2 separate regions of the Mus musculus genome follow, and region 2 is linked to region 1. A link is a contact called in public Hi-C data. All regions are on one chromosome and are shown on one strand. Each heading gives the region's core, a stretch centred on a gene start, on an enhancer-like site or on the middle of the called end of the contact. The rest is flanking DNA. Distances are from core to core; before and after follow the strand shown. Region 1 overlaps Col5a1 (collagen, type V, alpha 1). Region 2 has its middle 20 kb from the start of Fcnb.

The links. A called contact is a pair of places that touch in the nucleus more often than the background predicts.
Region 2: a contact with region 1 is called in a Hi-C map of the G1E-ER4 cell line, with 4 times the contacts expected there. The contact joins two enhancer-like sites. A contact is called at or near these places in 1 of 15 datasets of contacts at CTCF or cohesin (the G1E-ER4 cell line), 9 of 484 Hi-C or Micro-C datasets (the G1E-ER4 cell line, cerebral cortex, fetal liver and 2 more), 3 of 115 datasets of contacts at active chromatin or transcription factors (cardiomyocytes, fetal liver and neural progenitor cells) and 1 of 9 other capture datasets (embryonic stem cells).

Annotation. Positions count from the first base shown.
Region 1 is chr2:27,980,978-27,983,677 of GRCm38.p6, reverse strand. Col5a1 (collagen, type V, alpha 1) reads right to left here. Exons shown (of 66, transcript NM_015734.2): 27 at 2,588-2,641. Among named protein-coding and RNA genes, the nearest start is that of Gm13372, 50 kb to the left of the region's middle. Within about 2 kb of position 1,372, at least 13 of the 459 cell types and tissues checked have an H3K27ac peak or open chromatin away from gene starts, as enhancers often do. A contact at or near this core is called in the G1E-ER4 cell line, where this site is marked.
Region 2 is chr2:28,063,346-28,066,045 of GRCm38.p6, reverse strand. No RefSeq gene overlaps it. Among named protein-coding and RNA genes, the nearest start is that of Fcnb, 20 kb to the left of the region's middle. Within about 2 kb of position 1,380, at least 22 of the 459 cell types and tissues checked have an H3K27ac peak or open chromatin away from gene starts, as enhancers often do. A contact at or near this core is called in the G1E-ER4 cell line, where this site is marked.

The sequences.
Region 1 (2,700 bases), core at 123-2,622:
CAGCCCATTAGGATCCTGGCCCTTGAAAGCAGCCATGGATGGAATGGCTCTAAGGAAGGAGTGCTGACTCTAGGGAGTCTGCTCTGTGCTTGCTCAAACCTGAGTCAATGTTGGGCAGCAAACTGAAAAATGAAGAGGAGCGTAGAGCAGACATGGAGATATCATGACATGTCTACACAGAGTCCGTGAGCAAGGCTTGCCACATGCACCTAAGTAACAGGAGTTGAAGAACATCTGTGGTCCAACAGATTCAGGAAGGTACAATGTGCCCTGTCTGGACAGCTGCCTTGGAACCAATGGTTTCTGGGCACTGTTTTTTGCCTGAGATGCCTTCTGGATATCTAGAAGTCTCCATAGGAGAGACCTAGAGCCCCACCCACCACACTCTTCCAGGCATCTCTGTGGTGGAGAGAAACATAAACAGAAGAACCCAGCAGAGATGATCTCTCAGGTTCAGGCCTGCTGACACAGACCTGCAAACCCAACTGCTCATGACCCTGAAGCTGACACAGACCTGCAAACTCAATGCTCATGACCCTGAAGCTGACACAGACCTGCAAACCCAACTGCTCATGACCCTGAAGCTGACACAGACCTGCAAACCCAACTGCTCATGACCCTGCAGCAGAAGGAGCATGAGTTTAAGACCAGACACCTAGGCAACTTAGTGAGATTCTTCCTCAAAACAACGATTAAAAATAAGGGGGTTATTTAGTTTGGTGGTAGAGTGCCCAGGGGATGTGGGCAAGCCCCGAGTTCAACTCTTGGTGGGAAGTAGGGGAGCGGGGTGAGAGAGGCTGTCTGCTCTTTCCACCTTATGAGGCTGCAGTGAGAAGAGCCAGGCTGTGAAGGAGAAAGCGACCCTAACCAAATGATGATCTGCTTGCACCTTGACCTTGAACTTCCAGTCTCTATTACAAAACCCTAGATTGTGGGATTTTTCTTATAGCAGACAGGCCATGAGAGAACCCCATCTTGGAAGAAGCCTGGGTAGGAAATAATCAGATCTCTCTACCCTAATGGTGACAGCTCCCACACCTACCTCTGCTGTGCCCGTGAGCCTGGCACTCATGAGGTGGCCAACACCACGTCAGTTCTCAAGAGCACACGGGGCAGTACTATCTCTTGCTCTTGTGAAAACTGTCTTAATGCTTGCTTCCCTCTCTGCTTCCAAGTCTTAACTGGATTGCTCATGTTCTGAGTGAATTTGAACCAGATCGATAGATAAGAGCATTCTCCATAAACATTTTAAAGTAAACACCTTTCAGCTTGCAGAGGAAGCCTTACGCAATTAGCCATGTATAGGAGCTGCCAAAGGCTTGGGGTAGGAGACAGAAATTTGTAAGATAAACACACGTAGAGCTCCTATAATCAGCGCTGCTGCTCAGTTATCTCCCTCCCAGCCTTCAGTAGGCACAGTGTCAGGAAAAGCAAGCTTCAGGAGGAACCTGACCTGCCTAAGGCTGCCATCTTCGAGAGGTCACTCTTGAAACTAGGATGTCAGGGTTTCTGAGGCACAGAAACAGGGCCATTTGGGTTCAAGTCTAGACGCGGGTACCATGTTTGGAGGGATTCCAGACAGTCTCTGAACACGGAGGTTGTGAGCTCCCCACCCTCCACAACCCAGGGCAGCTGTATACTTTGGGTCTGCATCAATGCTGGACAGAAAGTACCACAAGGTACATGGGTGGGGCAGCGGCCTGGGTCATGTTTATATAAATTCTTCAAACTGAAGTTGCTTTGTGGTGTGCTTCTGCATATATGCACACTCACAGGGGGGCACACCTCTGTTCCCCTTCATGTCAGTTTGAAGGAAGGGGCTGTTATCATTTTTGCCGGGTGCTGGGGTGGGGAAAGAGACTGGAGCTTTGAGATATTGCAAAGTCCCTGTATGGTGAAGGAAGAGACCCTGTCGATAAGACGCTCATCTTCTACACAGGAATGTGCCTTCGCCCCAGGAACCGTGGAACTCAAGATTAAATCATGCAGCTCAGAGCAAACTCAGTTAGTGCTGAAGGGACAAAGGGGACCTTGCTCTCAATATTGCTCTGGCACTCTGTGCCCCACTTAACAAGGTTCCAGGAATTTCTACCAGCAGAAACACGATTGTAAACAAATGGACATCTCTCACGAACCCTGCCTGCTGGGGATTTGAGAGGACATACTAGTCTTTTTCCTCTTCCAACATGCCAGTAGCTCAAAGGACTGTTTCTGAGCTTCCCTAGGCTGGCCATGCCCCTGCCTCACAAGATCCACATCCATGAAAGGCTCCAGAGGTCAGCCTGGTATGAACAAATGGTAAACACAAGAGGGTGGCCAGTACAGTGTCCCCACTTCTTCACAAGCTGTCTAGGAGGTAATCCCTCATCCTGTAGCAGTCTGTCCCCTAGCTGGCAGGCAAGATCCTCACCTGCTCAGACATGCTGTCTGAGGTCCCAGCATGTGCATACTGAACTGGGGAACTAGGCTACTCTAGAGTGCCTGGAGCAGGGCTTAACAACAGAGAAGCTGCCAGGAACCAGCCAGGGACATACATCCTTCCCACCTTGACTTCTATGAAGACCCAGAGCTGCAGAGTCCCTCTTACCTTGACTCCTCGTGGACCGGGGTAGCCAATGGGACCCTGGGGGCCAGGAGGACCCTAAGATCAAAGTGAAAGAACATTAGCTATTTTCAGGTGTGAGTACCTGGGCAACCACT
Region 2 (2,700 bases), core at 131-2,630, 82 kb before region 1:
ATCAGGTTTGGGGTCTTCATTTCTGTTGCTAATCATTGGGCCACCGTGCTCCCTCCTGAGGCTCCCTGGTGATGGTCCATTTCAGATAGAATTAGATTAGAGAAAGGAGAAGCCAAGGGATGGGAAAGTGGTCCACATATCAGCACATTGCCACAGCAGAAATGATGAGGCAGGAGGCAGCGGACAGAGTGAGAAGAAGCCAGCTAGTGAGTTATCTCCATCAATGGTGGACTCTAAAGTGCCTCACAGCACACAGGTGTGCCTCTCTCCTGGGGTCTTGCTAACACTGCCATGGATCAGTCCATTCCTTACTCTTCTTCTTACTGTGCCAAGATACCTGACTTGAGGATGTGAGGATACAGTCCATTATGCTGGCAAGTCTGGGCAGCAAGACAAGCTGGAGGCCGTGGCTGCAAGAACATGGGGCTGCTTATTGGTGTCTGGATGGATCTGGAAGCCAAGGAAAGGAAGCAAGAAGCAGGCAAGCTACACAGCCCCAAGGCCTTTGGGACTGGGTAACAGCTCAGCACTGAAGAATATTCATTGCTCTTCCAAAGGACCAAGGTTCAATTCCCAGAACCTACATGGTGGTCCCTAACCATCCATAATTCCAGTCCCAGGGGATATGGTGCCCTCTTCCGGCCGCAAGCACACACATGCAAAACATTCATGGACATAAAATAAACAAATCTTTTACAAATTTTAAAACAAGCAAGCAACGCAAAGCCCAAGACCTGCCTCCAGCAATCAACTTACCCTTGAGTTTCACAATCTATAAAACTTTGAACCTTTTAAAATTGTACCCAGTCAAGCATTAAGCTGACAAAGGACACTTGTAGTACTTTTTATCAATCCTCCTCAGACACAGAGTCATTGGATGGGTGTCATGCTTTAGATGTTAAATGTCTCCCACAAGCCCACGAGTGTAAGTCCTGCTGCACAGTGTGGCTCTTTTAAGAAGCAGGGTCTACCTGGCATTAAAAAAAAAATTGCTGGATATGTGCCCTTTAAGTGTTCTGTGGGACTCCTTCTCTTTCATATTCCCGTTGTAGTTTGTCAAGAGAACCTCACTCACAAAGACCACAGAGACCACCATCGTTGTGAACCGCATGAGGATTTTTTTTATTGACCCAACATGTTGGGGACTCCCCTCTCAGCACGCAGGCCAGAGGAGAGACCCAGAACAAAGAAAGAACACACGTTTTCTACCTTTGTAAAGACCAGATATCAGTACCAGGGTTGTTGGCTTATTTTAATTGGTATAGCCAATAATTTTTTCAGGCATTGCTTAGTTTGTCTCAGAATTCAGTGTGGGGTGGGGCAGGGGAGTTGTTAATCTTGCTCTGGCAGTTGCAAGCTTAGTCATTTTGACCGTTAAAACTATGTTTCTATCTTTGTTTAGTCAGCCAGCTTCTTTATCTGGCTCTGCACTTGGCCTGCTAGTACAGTTTGGAAGGTCTTTTTGAAGCGGGAAGGTACTGGGTGGTCTTGAATTCATTCTGGATATCACATTCCCTGATCATAATGTAAGTGGCTTGCTGACCCACACATGCCTACTAGGTCACCATGTGCCCAACTGAACCACAGACTGGAGTTTCTAAATCTATTAGCTCAAATAAGCCTTTCCTATAGAAGTGGAAGGTAGCCAGCAAGGTAGCCTATCACCTCACAGCAGTTAATGGTCTCTGATCTTTTATTATAATGATGGAAAACCAGTTTGCACAAACCAGCCAGAGAACCTATGGTTTGGAGAAGAGGTAGCACATGGGACCAGGGAGAGAATGGGTGGGAAAGAACATCAACTTGGCTTTTAGAAAGATTTGGAACCCTCACCAACCAAGCGCAGAAGCCTCACTGGGCCATGGGCCCGCACTTCCGAGGACCCACAGACACATGCCCATGTGTATACTTTATCAGTTTGGTTTCAGAAGGTATCTCTCTCCCAGACATCTTGGCCATTTTATGAACACTTTTTAAGTCTTATTAAGATAAAGCAGAGATGCTCATAAACAAATTACATCAAGGCCTAAATTTTGGAATTTATTTATAAAAATTATTTTTGGTTCATCACTCAGTTAGGAAAAAATTTAAAAGCAACACTTTAGGGGAGAAACTTTCTAGCTTGACAGATTAAAAAATGTTTTTCTCTTTAATCATTTATTTTTGTCTCCTGTAACAACGACACATTCTTGTGAAGGTAAATGTTTTTTGAACAAGCATCTCTCAAGATTTAACCTCAATTAATCACAGCTTCAGAGCACTCTCACTTCCTGAAGAACCAGCATCCCAGGGGAGCCTGTGTAGATTCAGAGACCCAGACTTGGGCCTGGAGCTGAGGCTCAGAAGGAAAAGCAACTGCTTAGTATATAGGACACTCTGGCTTTGATCCCCAGCTCCACAATATCCAAGCTGGGACTACACTCTGCCCAGCTCAGCACTGCAGTGCTGGGAACAGGAAGATGGAGACTTAAGACTATCCTAGGCCCCATAGCTATTCCCTGGCCAGCCTGACCTACAAAGACACTGACATACACTCAGCCACCCACTCACCCACCTGCCTACTCATTCACCCACCCACTCACTCACCCACCCACCCACTCACTCACCCACCCACCCGCTCACTCACCCACCCACCCACTCACCCACTCGCCCGCCCACTCACCCACTCACCCACTCACCCGCCCACCCACTCACTTCCCC